Linked DNA regions of Zea mays: region 2 is linked to region 1. Evidence: chromatin contacts called from public Hi-C data. All regions are on one chromosome and are shown on one strand. Each heading gives the region's core, a stretch centred on a gene start, on an enhancer-like site or on the middle of the called end of the contact. The rest is flanking DNA. Distances are from core to core; before and after follow the strand shown.

Region 1 (3,478 bases), core at 420-2,919:
GGGGCCGCCTCACCGACCACGGTGGCTGTCTTCCCAGAGAAGGGCAATGAGTTGAACGTGTGCCATCCAGCCAGATGCCCTGAGGAGTTGCAAGCAGGGCCCTGGACTGGGAGAGGCATATTCTGCTTGTCCTCCTCGCTGAGCCGAAGTTGGTCTGCAGTTCCAGTATGCGCAAGGATTCCAATGGACACAGCACCCATCCACTGGACCTTCTGCACCTCATCGAACAGCTCCATGCTATGAACATTGCTGTCGTCCGCGAAAACAACTACACCATCCATCTTCCTCTCACGGATCACGCTGTGCAAGGAAAACGGTCCTTCATCTCATCAGCCACCTTCTTTTCATTAGATACTACTATACTAGTAGAAGCTATCTGAGGAAGTAGTAGGAAACCATACATACCGTAGGGCGTGGAGGCGCATCCGGTTCTCAGTAGCGTGGCGGTCGGCCCACTCGGTGGGCATGCGGTCAGGGAAGGGGATGTGAACGACAGTGAGGCCAGAGCGCGCAAGCATTGACGCGGTGGCGTTGGTGGTGCCGCCTGCCTCGACGACGATCCAGGTGAGCGGGTACGGCACGTTGCGGAGCGAGTGGAGGAGGCCGGTGAGGTGGAGCGCCTGGAACGCGCGGGAGTAGGTCGGGGTGACGGCGAGCACCTGCCTCGGCTCCTTGACGCCGTACCAGCGGCGCTGCTCCTCCTGCACGCGCTCCATGATCCCGTGCGCCCGCATCACCTCGACGGGGTCCGGGTGCGGCCACGGCCGGATCCGAATCCCGTGCCTCCCGACCACGACGTGGCTCTGCGGGTTCCCAGACGCCGCCGCCTTGTCGGCCTCCGCGGCCGCCTCCAGCGCCGTGCGGTTAGCCGGGCCGGAGGGGGGAGTGTTGGCGGCCGCGAAGGAGAGCGTGAAGGTGTTGGTCGTGGTGGTGGTAGTGGTGGTGGTTGTGGTCGTCGTGGTGGTGGCGCGCAGGACCGCGGCCGAGGAGGAGGAGGATGTGGAGTGGTAGAGCGCGGTGGTGGAGAAGAGCATGAAGAAGAGGAGCCGCGAGAAGCGGAAGCCGAGGAAGAGCGAGATGAGGCAGCAGAGCGCGTGCAGCAGGAACCAGAAGGTGGAGGAGGCGGGCGCTCGCGGCCCAGCCCCGCCGCCGTCGGCCACAGCACCGTCTCCCCCCGCGGCGCCGCCGGCCGACGACCGCACGGCCGCTGCCGACGAGCGCCGCAGCTCGCTCCGCGGCAGCAGCGACTTCATCGTAGCCGCGGCGGTAGCCGGATCTGGTGGGCTCCCTCCGCCGCCGCCCGGCGCGAAACGAATCAATCGATCGCGCTCGTCGGCGGGTAGGGGTGGTTTGGGGTGGGGTAGATAGTTTTTCAGGGGGGGAGAAGGTTGGTGGGGTGTGAAGTGCGGTGCACGAAACAGCGGGTGCGGAGGTGAGGTGAGGTGAGGTGAGGTGAGCTATCAATTGGTGGGCAGAGGGAAAGGAAGGGAAGCGAGGAGGAGAGCGTTGGGTTGGGTTGGTGCCCGACGGGGACGGCGGGGTCGCTGGAGCAAGAAGCCAAAGGCGCAAGCGCGTGCGCGGTGCGGTGCGGAGGTGCGCGAGCCGAGGACTGGGGGATCGGGTTGTGGAGGTGGGGCCGAGATGCCGAACCCGCGGGACGCGGACGGGGTCGGCGGCGCGGCGTGGCGCGGGAGAGGTGGTGGACTGGACTACTGTACTAGACCAGGCCGCGGCTCGGTCGCCGGCGACACTTGTGCGTTCGGTGACGTCGGGTCGCCGTGTCTTGTGTCGTCAGAGATGGCCAAACGAGCCGCTCGGCCCGGTCCGGCCCGAGCCCGGTGAAGCTTGGCCCGCTAGACACGATTAGAAAACCGTGTCGGGCCGTATAAGTCCGCGGACTCAATTTTCTGGCCGAGCCCGGCCCACAGCGGGCCTAAACGGCCCGGACAGTTTAGCACAAAAAAATTGGGCCAAAAAGCGGGCTAAGCGGGCCGAAAAGAGGGCTAAGCGGGCTGATAAGCACGTTTTAGTATAAAAAAACGGGTTTATGGGTAAACGGGCCGTGTCAGGCTAGCCCACCGTGCCTAGTTTCCTGTCCGAGATCGGCCCGCTTATTCGTGCCGGACCGACCCGAGCCCGCATAGAACCGTGTCGTACCGGGCTCGGACCGGGCCCATACAGCGGGCTTCGTGCCGGGCTCGTGGGCCTCGTGCTTATTGGCCATCTATAGTCGTCATTGTGTTATTTATATCTATAAAGTCAATAACTAATATGTAAGCAGTCATTAGCTGTAAGCGTTGAAAGGGAATTAGGCTTACACCTAGTCCCTAATTAATTTTGGTGGTTGAATTGCCCAACACAAATAATTGGACTAACTAGTTTGCTCAAGTGTATAGATTATACAGGTATAAAAGGTTCACACTCAGCCAATAAAAAGATCAAGTTTTGGATTCAACAAAGGAGCAAAGAGTCAACCGAAGGCACCTCTGGTCTGGAGGCACCGGACAGTGTCCGGTGCACCACCGGACAGTGTCCGGTGCACCACCGGACAGTGTCCGGTGCACCAGAGGACTCCAACTCGAACTCGCTACCTTCGGGAATTTCTCAGGCCAGCGCGCTATAATTCACCGGACTGTCCGGTGTACACCGGACAGTGTCCGGTGCGCCAAGGAAGAGCGGCCTCAGGAACTCGCCGGCTTCGGAAATCTCCAACGGCTAGTCCGCTATAATTCACCGGACATGTCCGGTGTGCACCGGACTGTCCGGTGCAACTCCGGAGCAACGGCTATTCGGCGCCAACGGCTACCTGCGACGCATTTATTGCGCGCTCTGCGCGCGCAGAAGACAGGCGCGCCCATACTGGCGCACCGGACAAGGAACAGTGCATGTCCGGTGTGCACCGGACATCCAGGCGGGCCCACGAGTCAGGAGCTCCAACGGTCAGAATCCAACGGTAGTGATGACGTGGCGGGGGCACCGGACATGTCCGGTGTGCACCGGACTGTCCGGTGCGCCATCAAACAGACAGCCTCCCAACGGCCACTTTTGGTGGTTGGGGCTATAAATACCCCAACCACCCCCACATTCATGGAAACCAAGTTTTCCACTTCTCAACCACTTACAAGAGCTAGGCATTCAATTCTAGACACACCAAAGAGATCAAATCCTCTCCAATTCCACAAAAGGCTTTAGTGATTAGCGAGAGAGATTTGCCGTGTTCTTTTGAGCTCTTGCGCTTGGATTGCTTCTTTTCTTTCTCACTTGCTCTTGTGATCAACACTCAATTGTAATCAAGGCAAGAGGCACCAATTGTGTGGTGGCCCTTGCGGGGAAGTTTTATTCCCGGCTTTGATTTGAGAAGAGAAGCTCACTCGGTCCGAGGGACCGTTTGAGAGAGGGAAGGGTTGAAAGAGACCCGGCCTTTGTGGCCTCCTCAACGGGGAGTAGGTTTGCGAGAACCGAACCTCGGTAAAACAAA
Region 2 (3,018 bases), core at 417-2,916, 190 kb after region 1:
GAGATGCCGTCCTTGAGATGAGAGTACGCATGGACGGACAGTTATGGAGGTTGGTTTCATCTACCTGAAGAAGCCTCCAGGGTGAATTGGGCCATCGGATGGGGTCAGCGACCTGCACGGCGGCGACAGTGCCCATGAACCAGCTGATCCTGGACGAGTCCTCCGTCTCGAAGGCCATCTTGAACCTCATCCCGGCGCACCACTGGGTGCGCATGGCCGCGCGGACCGCCCCCGCCTTGACGCAGAACTCCGGCGTGCTCGCCCTCGGGTAGTAGACCACCTCGAACGGCTGCCCGCTCGCCGCGAGGTTGGCGGCCTCGACGACCTCCTCCGGCCGCACCAGCACCCTGACCTTGCCCCTCGCGGCCGCGTCGTCCTCTTCTCCTCTCAGGAACGTGGAGAAGCCGGCGTACCCGTACCCGTACCCGCCGCCGTCTGGCGGCTGGTGGTGCGGGAACTCCGGCCCTCCTCCGATGCCGCCCTTTTTGGCGCGCCGGATGCCGACGCAGAGGTCCCCGTTCCCCGTCCTCATGAACACGATGGAGTCCCCCGCGACGAGCCTCTTCTGGTTCACGAAGGCGCTCCACCCGGTGGTGAGCAGGTGGCGCCGGGGCGTGCCGCGGTAGATGTGGCGGAACTTCCAGACGACGCCGTGCACGTCCTTGGCGAGCACGGTCTGGACGGGCGGGTCGGCGGAGTAGTCCAGCCGCGGGAAGATGGTCTCGGCGCAGTACCGCGGCACGGAGAAGCCCCCGCCGTTGTTGGCGTCGGACTGCGTGAGCGTCTTGGCGAAGGACGCGGGCTTGTCCTCCCGCGCGCCCGGCGCCGCGGCGTCGGCGTGGTCCGGCTCGTTGGGCCGGACGGGGGCGAGGCGGACCCTGGCGAGCACCTCGTCGGTGTCCGGATCGGCCAGGAACCGGACGGCGTCGACGCGGCAGAGGACGAGGGCCGGGACCCGGCCGGCGGGGAGGTCGGCGTGGGCGTGGCCCTGCGCGTGCTCGGCGTGGCCCTGCGGGAAGTAGTACACCCTGGAGTGCACCGGCGGCATCTGGACCATGCCGCCGGCGCAGGCGTGCCACAGCTGCGGGTCCACCAGGCACCTGCCGCTCTCCCTCTCCAGCTCCATGGCCGCCGAGTCCACGAAAGTAATCATCTCCCACTCCCACTTCCCGCGGCCACGCTACCCCGGAGGCGGTTTCGGCGGGAATTGAGCGCGATCTCCACCCACCGGCCACCGCGACAGCCTTTATGGATGAAATTTCACGCCTCCTCCACTAGTACCACGACGAGAAGCCTTTCCGCTGCACAGCCGCCATCACCACCACCACAGTCTCTGCTGAAAAAAGGAAGCAGGGGGAAGCAATGGAGATATTACTTTTTTCTCCGCCTCAGAAAATTTTGCAGGGAGGGAAAGGGAACCCAACCAACCCAGCAGCACGGCAGCGCCACGCCAGCACCACAGCTCCACAAGATTGCGGAATTCATCGGGCCAGTCACTCACCTCTGGCCTCTGGGCTCCTGGCAGACAGGCAGGCAGCAGCAGGCCACCAGCACCTTCAGATCCCTCCAAAGCAGGGGTAACGACGGATTCGGGGGCAAAATCGGCACAGCTCGACGGGCTCGTCTTCCTCCCCACCCCACCCACGGTCACACTCACACACTCTCTCTCACACAGGTGAGCAGACCTCAGCTGACATGGGGGCAGCAAAACAACTAATAAATAGAGAGAGAGAGAGGAAGAGAGAAAGGGCAGTCAAGCAAACAGCTCTGCATCTGAAGGGGATACCTCTGCCTACTCTGCTTAGTGGCTTAATTAATTGTAAATTGCTTATTGTTACTTTTCAGTTGCACACCCAAAGTGCCAGCGCTAGTGCTATTTTCCACAACGACGAGCTGCATCATTGTACTCATTGTCCACTGCTGTCTCATGTCTCTCGTAGCCGTTCTCTCTCTATCTCTCTCGATCGATCGGAATCAGAAGGAAACAATCAGGCAAATCTAAAAAAGTGCTGTTGTTTCCATCGCACATCATACAACAACAGTAATACTTTTTTGCACAGAGTCATGTCGTCCAGCAGATTGCATTGGACAACAACACGGGGCTAAGCAGCGTTTATGCCGCAGCTTTCACGTGGTCACTACAGGGAAGACTTCGGGGGTGTTTGTTACCCCAAACTAAACTTTAGCCCCTATCACATCGAATGTTTGAACCTCCGTTCCGGTTATTAAATGTAGTCGAATTATAAAACTAATTTGTCAACCGAAGATTAAAAGACGAGACGAATCTAATCCAGTTGGTTGGGTCTATATTTCATACTCTTATTTGAAAGTCAAACGCTTGATGTGACCCGGGCTAAACTTTAGCAGGGGCAACCAAACACCTCATCCATGGACCGTGACTCTTCTTCCAAGCTCCCAAGTTCCGTTACAGCGTTTATGCATGCGTGCGGCGAGGCAATTAAGAATGTCTTTTTCTTTTGTTAATTATAATCAGGTGTGACGTGGATAGGACTGGATCAGATGAGGCCTGTGTTTGGTTGGATGTGTATGGAGGGATGGAAGGAGGCGGTCACAGTTTTTATAATGTTTGGATGGAAGTCACGTAGGGCGGATTTGGTGATCAGGGATCCCGAGGTAATCCATAGGGAGAAATCACTTTGCTATTCAAATTTAAATACCAATGGAATTACTTCTCTATGGATCCCCTCGGGATCCTTGACCACCAAATCAGCCCGTAAGGACGAGGTAAATCCCGAAAGGGACGGTGTCACCTCCTCGGTTCATCCCACTTTAACCTCAAATCAAACACATAAAGTCGTGGAGACGTACAACTGGGTTAATTAATGAACCGGCCGGTATATATTTGGGGATTAAGGATTTAAGACGGGATCGATGGATGATCTAGCTGCTGCTGATGCTGCTTATTGACAATGACATGTGTGCCTCTGCCTCCTCTTTCGTACTCGTGCGTGCGGATGGACTAGAGCCGACTCTTCCGACTCCTCATCAATACTTAGG

Evidence for each region. Hi-C and Micro-C count contacts between places; a contact is called where the count stands out from the background.
Region 2: a Hi-C map of leaf mesophyll shows a contact between it and region 1, with 2.6 times the contacts expected there. The contact joins the promoter of LOC100384553 here to the promoter of LOC103629620 in region 1. A contact is called at or near these places in 7 of 25 Hi-C or Micro-C datasets (bundle sheath, ear, endosperm and 3 more).

Annotation. Positions count from the first base shown.
Region 1 is chr6:98,644,505-98,647,982 of Zm-B73-REFERENCE-NAM-5.0, forward strand. It overlaps LOC103629620 (probable beta-1,4-xylosyltransferase IRX14), which reads right to left and starts at 1,670. Exons shown (of 3, transcript XM_008650703.4): 1 at 406-1,670; 2 at 1-300. The coding sequence starts at 1,253.
Region 2 is chr6:98,834,110-98,837,127 of Zm-B73-REFERENCE-NAM-5.0, forward strand. It overlaps LOC100384553, which reads right to left and starts at 1,667. Exons shown (of 4, transcript NM_001367254.1): 1 at 1,502-1,667; 2 at 65-1,336. The coding sequence starts at 1,153.